Regions from separate parts of the Mus musculus genome. Here all the other regions are linked to region 1. The links are chromatin contacts, called in public HiChIP or PLAC-seq and promoter capture Hi-C maps. All regions are on one chromosome and are shown on one strand. Each heading gives the region's core, a stretch centred on a gene start, on an enhancer-like site or on the middle of the called end of the contact. The rest is flanking DNA. Distances are from core to core; before and after follow the strand shown. Region 1 holds the start of Xpo6 (exportin 6). Region 2 has its middle 30 kb from the start of Sbk1. Region 3 overlaps Xpo6 (exportin 6).

Evidence for each region. Promoter capture Hi-C pulls out the DNA fragments that hold promoters and counts their contacts. HiChIP or PLAC-seq counts read pairs in DNA pulled down with a chosen protein or histone mark.
Region 2: a contact with region 1 is called in an H3K27ac HiChIP or PLAC-seq map of embryonic stem cells, with 5 read pairs. The contact joins the enhancer-like site here to the promoter of Xpo6 in region 1. A contact is called at or near these places in 2 of 39 promoter capture datasets (embryonic stem cells and hippocampal neurons), 1 of 484 Hi-C or Micro-C datasets (nephron progenitors), 3 of 115 datasets of contacts at active chromatin or transcription factors (embryonic stem cells, large pre-B cells and memory CD8 T cells) and 3 of 9 other capture datasets (adipose tissue, liver and pancreatic islet).
Region 3: a contact with region 1 is called in a promoter capture Hi-C map of the HPC-7 cell line, with 2.7 times the contacts expected there. The contact joins the enhancer-like site here to the promoter of Xpo6 in region 1. A contact is called at or near these places in 7 of 39 promoter capture datasets (3T3-L1-derived adipocytes, the C10 cell line, the HPC-7 cell line and 4 more), 20 of 484 Hi-C or Micro-C datasets (CD4 T cells, CD8 T cells, the G1E-ER4 cell line and 12 more), 10 of 115 datasets of contacts at active chromatin or transcription factors (the 230-238 cell line, CD8 T cells, the HPC-7 cell line and 5 more) and 4 of 9 other capture datasets (adipose tissue, liver, macrophages and 1 more).

What each region holds. Positions count from the first base shown.
Region 1 is chr7:126,198,763-126,202,290 of GRCm38.p6, reverse strand. Xpo6 (exportin 6) reads left to right here and starts at 1,790. Exons shown (of 24, transcript NM_001311143.2): 1 at 1,790-2,392. The coding sequence starts at 2,390.
Region 2 is chr7:126,300,696-126,304,223 of GRCm38.p6, reverse strand. No RefSeq gene overlaps it. Among named protein-coding and RNA genes, the nearest start is that of Sbk1, 30 kb to the right of the region's middle. Within about 2 kb of position 1,668, at least 5 of the 459 cell types and tissues checked have an H3K27ac peak or open chromatin away from gene starts, as enhancers often do. A contact at or near this core is called in embryonic stem cells, where this site is marked.
Region 3 is chr7:126,133,621-126,137,148 of GRCm38.p6, reverse strand. All of the region lies in intron 9 of Xpo6 (exportin 6), which reads left to right. Among named protein-coding and RNA genes, the nearest start is that of Gm30807, 36 kb to the right of the region's middle. Within about 2 kb of position 1,543, at least 94 of the 459 cell types and tissues checked have an H3K27ac peak or open chromatin away from gene starts, as enhancers often do. A contact at or near this core is called in CD8 T cells, the HPC-7 cell line, Th17 cells and 7 more, where this site is marked.

The sequences.
Region 1 (3,528 bases), core at 541-3,040:
ATCTGGAGAGGAGAGAGTTGGGGAGACAGGGAGGAGGGGGTGGAAAATCATTAAGTTATAAGGTGGATGCGTAGGTGGGGGTGGGAAGCAGCCATGAAGTTTTAGGGTAGAGGGAGAAGGTGAGAAGGGTCAGGATGCTAGTGTGGAATCTTTGAAGTGAGTAACAAGTACTTGTGAATAGGGACCTCAGCAGCCTGGAGGCCACGTGGATATGCTGATAAGTGCCATAGCTATAAGTCAGTGGAGAGCCAGGTGTCCCTTCTGCCAGAAGTAAGGGAAAGGACTCCTTTTGGGGGAATAGGAACTTGTTTCACAAGTTTCCTAGGAATTCTGGCTTTTATCTAACACCAGAATTCCTTCTATAGTCCATCTTGAGCTCATTCTGGATATGTGGACTGCCTGAGACCTAATGTGTGTGTGTGTCCCTGTGCAAGCATGATACTAGTGTGGTCAAAAGACAACAATTTGTGGTAATTTATTTTCTCCTTCTTCAATTGGGTTTTGTTTTAGTCACTGTTTTATTGCTGTGAATATATACCATGACCATGACAACTCTTGTAAAAGAAAGCATTTAATTGGGGGCTTGCTTCCAGTTTCAGATGGTCCGTCTATCATCATGGCAGGGAACAGGTCGACATGCATGGTACTGGAACAGTAGCTAAAAGATACATCTGATTCACAAAAGGAGACTGGGTTTGCCATTGGCTTTTTTTTTAAATGTTTATTTATTTATTTATTTATTTATTTATTTATTTATTCTATGTAAGTACACTGTAGCTGTCTTCAGACACTCCAGAAGAGGGCATCAGATTTTGTTACAGATGGTTGTGAGCCACCATGTGGTTGCTGGGATTTGAACTCAGGACCTTTGGAAGAGCAGTCGGTGCTCTTAACCACTGAGCCATCTCACCATCCCTGCCATTGGCTTTTGAACTCTTTTTTTTTTTTTTCTGAGACAGGGTTTCTCTGTGTAGCCCTGGCTGTCCTAGAACTCACTCTGTAGACCAGGCTGGCCTCGAATTCAGAAATCTGCCTGCCTCTGCCTCCCAAATGATAGGACTAAAGGCAAGCTCCACTACTGCCCGGTGACTTTTGAACTCTTAAGGCCCACCCCGAGTGACACACATTTTTCCAACAAGACCACACCTAATCATTCTAATCGGTTTCAAATAGTGCCACTTCTGATGACTAAGCTTTAGATATGGGATAGGCATTCTTATTTAAACCAGTACAGGTTCTGAGGATTGAACTTAGATTGGGTTGTCAGACATAGTGGCAAGTACCTTTAAAGGCTGAGCCATATCCCATAAAAACTTATTTTATTTACATGCATGTTTGTGTACCTATATATGTGTATGCTATGTGAGTATGGGTGCAGGTGTCTCCAGAGTCCAGAAGAGGGTGTTGAGTCACCTGGTGTTGGAGTCTGGAATTAGGGATGAAGCCAATTTAGATCGTGACACTAAGTGTTTCAATTTCATCCTGTGACACTTTCTGGTCCTAGGACCCAGAACTGTGGACTGAATGAATAAGATCCCAGGAGAGCACAGACCAGCATCGCCGAACTTCTAGTCCGGTGTCAGGGTCCGGAAAGATGCTCAGAAAAGATTTGCGGAATGAATGAGTGAAAAGAAACGAAAGGGAAACCTTTCCTTTACCAAAATGGCCGCGTGTCCCTTTACCAACGCGGCGGTCCCTGGCCTCTTGGGCGGGGACGTGGTGGGCGGGGCCAGTGAACAGTCAGGTGCGGCCCCGCCCTCCTCTGCCCTCACTTGATTCCGGATTGGTCCGGTTCCAGCGCCGCAGCAGGCCGCGGGCTGAGGGGCCGCCTGGTGCTCGCCACTTCCGGCGCGTTGGGCTGTTGGCAGAGGGTGGCCGCGAGGGGCGAGCCGCGGCTACTGGTGGCGCGCAGGGATGCGGAGGGAGCCCGCCGCGAGGACAGAGGTGGCGAGGACAGCAAGGGCCCGCGGGCCTCTCTCCTGAGCCGGCCGCGCCGCCCAGGCCCAGGCAGCCTCTGCCCCTTCAGTCTCGGCTGAGGCCCGTCGCCGCCTCGGGCCGCGGAGGCCGGGGAGTCCCTGCCTGGGCCCGCAGCCTCCCTCTCGGGGGTCGGGCCCAGGCGGGGGGCCTCGTGTAGCCGCCTCTGAACCCCATTTTCTGCTTTTGCGTTTCCCCGGGGTGGGCCGAGGTCTGGATGAATCGCTTCGGGGGGTCCCCGAAGGGGCCCGTGTGCTCCTTTTAAAGGTGCCGGCGGGGCCCGGGTAGGGAACCGGTTGTCTTTGCATGGGCGGGGGACTCCCCGAGCCTGCCGGGACCATGACCTGAACTGTGCGAGCGGGACACGACGGATCCCAAGAGCTAGCTCACCTGAGCCATCCCCTTCCCGGCCAGCATGGTGAGTGGGTCCAGGGACCGGGTTGGAGGGGTGGCAGTGGGCCTCAGAGCAGCTGAGCCATCTCTTCTTCCCTGAGGCGGGGAGAGGCGCGTGCGAGCCTGGCCGGTGACACATGCGTGCAGGGTGTGCAACCGGCTGTACGCTCCCATTGCCCCCACCCCCACCCCCACTGGATGTCTTGAGTAGCGCCACGGATACAACCCCCTGCCTCACTGTTGGCTGTGCCCTTGTGCAGCAAGTCGTGATTATCAGTATCATTTATTTATTGATGGCATACTGTGTGTCATTTCCTTTGCTAAGTCAGTGGTATGTATTTTGTTAGTATATCAACCCCCTGATTGGAAATGGGGGATACTTGAGGCAAGAAGCAGTTAATTACTCTGCCCAAGGTCAGTTGACTCTTTTGGGTTAGTAGCACTATTTGAACATAAGCAATCTGTTATAGAACTGGCTGGATTTTTGGAGACCATCTGTCCAGCGGTAGGTTTGCGTTTGCAGAAATCTAAAGTAGTATTTGTAGAGGTTACTGGTTACGGATACAGACGATGGCAGAGTCAGCAGTGGGGTCTTTGGACATCTTGGTTGCTGTTCTTTTTGTTTTCTGCTCTGGCCTTTTCCTTGGAAAACTATGCATACTTTCAGGTCCCACTAAAAAAAACCTCTCTGAAAGGAAAATACCTCCTCTTCTTGCAGGCTTTTTAGCTTTTCCATAGTCCTTGGGGTTTGTGTACTCAGAGCAGTTGGTTGAGTGCTTGTCTTTTGCCATTTTAATGTTTCTGAGCCTTATCTGCCCATCACAGTAGGCAAGGTGAAGTTAGTCCTCTGATTCTTTATCTGCCTCAGTTTGGCATCTAGCCCATGATGAGTGAGTGCCCAGCCTGGGTTTGAGCACTGATCCCCCCCCCCCCCCCCCACACACACACACACATTGCCTGGCGATTAGAGGTGTATTGAGATGTGGCTGGTGCACCTTTTTAATGCACACATCAGACCAGACTGTCAAACTCTTAAGGGGTGGGAGGGTGGGTGGGGTACATAAAGTCCTGGTTAGTGGAAAGAGGTTGTTCTAAGGCACTCACTTTGTCCTCCTGGGTTTACAACCAAGCTGGGTAAAATACACCATTAAAGCTGAGCAG
Region 2 (3,528 bases), core at 419-2,918, 100 kb before region 1:
CCTGGCACGGGCAGAGGCGGCCTTACCGGGGAGCATTATTGAACACATGTGTTATGGAAACAGAGGATGCTACCGAGTGCTGAAGCTTGAGGTGGATGAACACAGAGTCAGGAAGGGTTAAACAGAAGCCAAGACTGTAAAGAAGGCACATGGGCCGGGCAGTGGTAGCACGCACCTTTAATCCAGGCAGATTTCTGAGTTCGAGGCCAGCCTGGTCTACAGAGTGAGTTCCAGGACAGCCAGGGCTACACAGAGAAACCCTGTCTTGAAAACCCATTAAAAAAAAAAAAAAAAAAAGGCACATGGAAACCCACTACCTTATACGATAATCTTAAAACACAGCTTTTTAAAACGACTTTGAACAGAAGCACTACACATGGGAGGATATTACCAACCCCAGAGACCATGGGTTACTAAACAACAACCCTTGTAGCAGATATGGGAGTTGCTGGCCATAAAGGCTCCAGAGCTCCTACCGAGCCACCAATGGCCATTACTCTTGATTGATCTCCAGAACTGTCTGATAAGAAAATGCAAACTGCAGAAGACACCACACATGCTGGTTGGAGAATATGCTGGAACTGGACAGAAGCCTCCCCTCACTGATGGTTGGCTACCCTTCACAGGACTGGAAAGTGCTATCAAGGCAGCTGGGGGAGAAAACCCAGAAATCTTTTTTTTTTCTAACTTGGAACTTTACATGCTACAGTGCCAACTTGTCAAGCTCACTGGTGCCATGGTGACATGATGGTTAAGGGGGTGACCTTATTTATTAATATTAATCACAGTATTTTTTATTTGATCTGAGTCCTGGTCCACAGGAGGGACTTCGTTCCTAGTACTGAACACATGGTTAGGGGCTAAGAAGAGAGGTCATGGCACTGGGGCTGAGTCTGCTTAGTTTTGCTAAGTGGGTATGCTGCCAAGCTGCTTCCTAAATATTTATACATACACCACGGACTAGTGCTACCATCAGCCATGACCAAAGAAGCTTCTCTTTGTTGCAATCAGTGGTTAATTCAGAAATCTGTGGCTGGTTAAAGTGCTGAGAGCAAGTGACTGTTGAGTGTTCCACCTTAAATAGCACACCCACATCGCTGTTCCACCTTAAATGACACACCCACATCACCAGCTCCAGGGATCAGGGGACATCACAGAAGAGGGTGCAAAATGAATATAAGATCCAGACCGGAGGGAGGAAGGCCATGAAATGCTATCTTATGATATGGATTGTGACACTCATGAACATCTGTGGCTGTCTGCGTAGGACCTGCACAAGCACAGCCTGCAGACAAGGACAGTCACAGACAGAGAGAGGCTCGTCGGACTTTGTCCCACCCAGGTAAGCTAATGGGGTCAGGAAGTCAGTATCTTCAGTAGTGTACCCTCTGATGAGTTACTATTCCAAGGGGCAGCTCCACACCCATGCCCATGGTCATAAAGCAAAATCTACACAAAATGACAATAAAAAGAGATAGTGGAGCAGGTGTATGACCAGAATGCATTGTTCCCATGTATAAAATTGTCAAAGAAATTCTAATTTTGAAGATGGGGGCTGGGAAGCTAGGTGGGTGAGTAAGAGTGGCTGCTCTGCAGACCCTCAGCACCCACATAGAGGCATGGCTAGTGTCTGCAATCCTAGCACTAGGATAAGCGGCAGGCAGATCCCAAGAGCTCGCTGCCCAGCCAGTCTATCCAAACCTGATGACCTGGTACAGTGAGAGACCCTGCCTCAAGGCCATAAGGTGCTCGTGAGAAAGGAAGTCCTCTGAGGTGCTACGCACACTCCAGTGTAGTCTGCTTGACAGGCTGAGAAGCCTGGAAGCACTCACAAGGCAAAGAGTTTCAGAGAAACTCACCTCCTGGAACCTTGGCATTCTCATAACCTGTATACTCATACCCTATCCCCGCGTTAGTCTGGTGTATGGATCCATGTGCTCTCTTTTAGTATTATTTTATTATAAGTGCCCTTTAAGATTGGATTCTGACATAGCTAAGCCTTCGCCAGTGTTCCAACGTCCCAGAAAATCCTTGAAGCCGACAAACTTGGAATTCAGTAGGAATTCAGTAAGAAGGTTATCTATTCAGTAACATTCAAATTTACTTCTAGTAGAGAAGGTGAAACTAATTAGGCATTACAAACAACGGAGCCGGAATAGCTCAGGGCTGATCTGCAGAGTGTTTACTTGAGACAATAGTCAGTCTTAGCCAGACAAGGGAATACACAATGGCCTAGCAAATAGGTGGGTTTACCATGAAAGAGTTAGGGAATCCCCCTGAGACAGGTTTCTTCACTAGGCCCAAAGAAACAGCATAAATCTGGTATTTACTAAGAACCCCTGGTGGTGGGCTTAACAATAGACTAGCATTACACCTGGCTCCCTTCTTAGTGGCAGTGGCCTGGTCCCCACCTTCTTTTGATGTATATATTCCTTATGTTTTGTGTCACTGTAACTCAGCGGATGTATATGGTCTGGTTTCTTGTTATTCTTCTGTATAAAAAGTTCGATGCTCGACCTGACAAATTACATTCAGATTCTACACAATCCTGTGCTGCGTCCGTGTCTGTCTGTCATTCATTTCGCTGACTCCTTGTCCACCTGCAACTAGAGACCTGTTCTATGCAGACAAGGGACCACGGGGGTCTGAGGCACTGAGTGGCTGCTCTTGCCACCGTATGCACACACAAGCATGCGTAAGGAACACATGCACAGTCCTTTAGGGTCAGTGTATAAACAAATGAAGTAAAGGTGGGCTGGAACAGAGAAAGAGAAAGAGCAGTGTGTCCATTCCCTCAGCAAGGCTGTGGGAGCTGCGGATGGGGGAGAGCAAAAGGTGAAATAGAAGAAAGGTAAAAGAGTGGAGAAGGATGCTATAAAGAGGGAGAGGAGAAAGGAAGAGTGGTACATGCTTTTTCAGCAACCTAGTGCTACCTGGGAAGAGGGAACGGGCTGAAGAACTGCTTTTATCAGATCAGCCTGTGGCCATGGCTGTGAGCCTCATCTTGACTGATGGTTACACCTACGGGGGTGGCACCACACCTGACAGGTGGGTCTATGCTGTACGAGAAAGCTGGCAGAGAGCAAGCAAGAGCTAGCCAGAGATGGAGCCCGTCAGCAGTCTTCCTCCTAGGTTTCTGCTGCCATTTCCGGCCTTGAGTTCTCTCAAGGAAAGACTGTTACCTGGTGTAAGTTGAAGCAAACCCCTCCCTGCACCCTGACCTGCTTCTGATCATAGCTTATCACAGCAGCAGGAAAGCAAATTAGGATAGTTAGCTTCCCTTTGTATATCAAGAGCCTCTGTGCCCACACTTAGCTTAGTATCCAGGGCTGGGCAGAGTCTCCCACCCTCCTGAGTTAGGCTCCCCAAGAGAGGAAATAAGATGGGCACACAGAGATCTGGACATTTAGAGCTGTCTCCATACTTTCAGGACCTGCTCAGCATCACATGCCCTACTAGAAGGCCAAGGTGGCACATGCCAAGAAGCTTGCAGAGCTTTAGTTGTCCTTGCCACTGAGGCAGTGAACC
Region 3 (3,528 bases), core at 294-2,793, 65 kb after region 1:
AATGAAGTGTAAAAGTGATTAACAGGAAAATAGTCTTTAAATCACAGAACACACAAGAGGTATGGGGGATGTAACACCACAAAGGAGATTGCTAGTATTAAAAGTACAGGTTCCTGGAGAGTTTGTACCAGTAGGTGGGACAGTGATAGAGGGAGTTTAAATGCCTCTTCTGCTTCAAGGATTTCTTTTGGTCAGGTGCAAGGCTGTCAATTTTCTGCCCACACAATGGATATCTTGCAGGAGGGTTAGGATTTTGGAAGTCATGCACATAAAACATGGACACAGTTGAGCTGAATATTAAACACTAATGCTTACAGTGATGATGATGAAGAAAAGAAATAATGAAATGCTGCTGCCACATGGTTGCTGATCATGGACAGCTAAAGGCCTTTACCACCTGCCATCTGATAACACAATGCTCAGGAATTCTGGCTGGCTCCTTTAAATGCTAGGAAATTTTTCTCATTGATAAACTTAATTTTTCATTAAAGATATATTTTTATTTGTGTGTGTGTGTGTGTGTGTGTGAGAGAGAGAGAGAGAGAGAGAGAGAGAGAGAGAATATTTAATTGTATGCCATTACAATTACAATTAATTGTATGGGTATAGGTACCCATAGAAACTAGAAGAGGGTTCAGATCCTCCCAGAACTAGAGTTCCCGGGAGTTGTAAGCCACTCTGTGTTGGTGCTAGGAAACAAAATCAGGTGCTCTTCTAAGAGCAGAACCATTCTTAACGTCTGAGCCATTTCTCTAGACTCGTTGCTTTTTTTTTTTTGTCATAATTATTTAGTTAATATAGTAATATAAATTTTGGATTTATAAGTTTAAAAGTCTCACCATCATTACAAGTTTCTGGTTTTAAGGTCTAGAATCTCTTTCCAATTCAGAGTCTCTTAACTGTGAGCTCCTATAAAATAATAAATAATTTGCTGATTTTTTTATTCTGCACATAGTAGTGATTTAATTTTTAAATATTTATATGTACACCCACCCACCCACACACACACACCTTTAGCAAAGCAGAAAAAGGAAATCCTCAAAGCTGGTCTGATTTCTGTTAAACGGTAGCCACCTCCTCGGACCTGTTTTTCGTACTTAACTCTCTTCTGTAGTTAAAGGAGTGTAGTGAAAGAACAGCCCCAAGATAGTCCACGTGTATGTACAAAGGAAGGACACTGACCCTCACTCTGTGTCAGTCCGTACACTATACATCTCTACAACAGATTGTGAGTGCAAAGCTTCTCAGTGAAGGGTTTGAAGGTTTAGGAATCACTCCTGCCTAGTGTCTCAGAGATGAGATGTGTTACAGGAGTAGCTGATAAAGAACATTAGTGCTGGTAATTATTGTACTTATTTTTACTGTGAGCATGAAATGTGATCGGATGTTGGTCATCTAATAACAACACAGGCATACTTTTAGAATCACACTTGTGACTTAAGCCAGAACTTCAAAACGACTGATTGAGCTATAGGAAGTAGTCAGAAATTGTTTTCTTGGTGTCTCAAATGGGAAACATAGGTGTGGTTAAGTCACAAAGATAGTACTCAGTTCCTATCCTTGTGGTTTTTGAGTTTTGCATCATTTGTTACAACAAAGTTGCATTGTAGGGTACAGACTTTGAAGCACAAATGTACTGAGATTTATTTGTGTTTCTAGGAGCTTGGAAATGAACATGTTGGAAACAGCATGTTTCTTGTTCATTGAGAATATTCAAGTTTCTGGCTAATTGCTGGTGGGACTTCAGGACACAGATAAATGCCTGTATTAGAGTTGTGGATGGAATTGATTGTCCTGCTCCTCAGCTAGAGGTAGTAGCATTGAGAGCCCATATCTCAGGTCCCATTTGTTCCTTTGTTTTGGGAGTGGTTATATCTTCCTCACACTGTGGATGAAAGCCCTGAGCCAGCATGTGGGGCCTTGGCTTGCAGTTGGTGCTCCCTGAGAAAGTTCTTGCTGCCTGTTCACCCCTTTCTCTTTCTCTTCTACGGGGCCAGGCATTTGTGTAGAAACTTGGGTTTTACAGAAAGAGGAAGAAACCAGTGTGTGAAGCAACCTAAGTTATTGTGTCATGTTCTGTGAACTCTTTTGTCACAAGAGTGCTGACTGGTAAGTGCTGACTACAGAGCAGCTCAGGAATTTGAGCATCATTAACTTAGACTGTTAGCCAGTTAGCTCCTTCAGGGAGGTGTTTATGCACTAGTTATTATTTCATGGAGAGGGAAACATCATGGAGGATTTGTATCAGTCCCTTGCGGTTACTCATGTGAACACTGTCTAGTCTCTGTGTGCTGACTCATTTCCATGCTCTTGGCTTTTTTGTATTTACTTTTTAGATGCTTTAACTTGGCTAGTTTTGTCTAGCTGAGTTTATGTCGACTAGGGCTTTTCTCCATTTTTACATATACACATTGTTCTAAAGGTTTTTGTGTGTATTAGTGTTGGTCGGTTTATATCTTCTGGAACTGAAGTTACTGACAGTTGTTAGTTACTGTGTGAATGCTGGCAACTGAACCTGGGTCCTGTACAAGAGCAGCAAGGCCTTCTTAACTGTTGAGCTGTCTCCCCAGCCCAACATATGTACATTCAATACTATAAATTTACCCCTAAGTCCTACTTCAAATCTATCAAGAATTTTCTATATACCATGTCACTTAAATTATTATCAAATTTCACTTTAAAACCTCTTTATCTAATCTCCAAATATTTGGGAGTTTTCCATATATCTTTGTTAGTGTTTTCCAGTTCAGTTTTGTGTTCTGCCTCTAGTTGTATGATTTTCATCAGTTCTTTAAAATTTCTCAAGGGGCTGGAGAGATGGCTTGACAGTTAAGAATATTGACTATTCTTTCAGAGGACCTGAGTTTGCTTCCCAGCACTCACAGTGGCTCACAACAATCTATAACTTTGGTTTTAGGACATCTGAGCTCTATTCTGGCCTCCTCAGGTACCAGGCATGCAGGTGGTAGACAACATAAATGCGGGCAGAATATTCAGGCATAGAATGAAATTAAACCATTTGTGCTCAGAGGGGCCTCTTTTTCATGAGGACAGCAATGCTGCTGGTTAAGATCTAAACTCAACCCTTCTTACCTTTCTATAGATCCAGTCCCAAATAAAGTCACACTGAGGCAGTTCTTTTACATATGGGTTGGGGTGAGGAGAGACACAGCACAGTTCAGCACTTTCCATCTGAAGAACCTCACAGAGGATCGCTTCTGTAGTGTTAGTGACTGCTGACTAACATGGCATTGGCACCTGCTGATTGTCTTTCTCATGGGAAAGGCAGCTGGAGGGATTCCTTAGACAGCAGGACTCCGCCAGTGAGCATGAGCAGTGGAGAGGAGAGGTGAGGTCCTATTGCCTTAATCACCATTTTCTTGCTGAGAAGACACCATGATCAAAAGCAATGTGGAGGAGAAGGCTTATTTCAGCTTATAGTTCCACATCACACCATATCATGGAGGGAAAGCACGGCAGGAGCTGATGAAGAGAAATGCTGCTTACTGGCTTGCTCTCATGACTTAC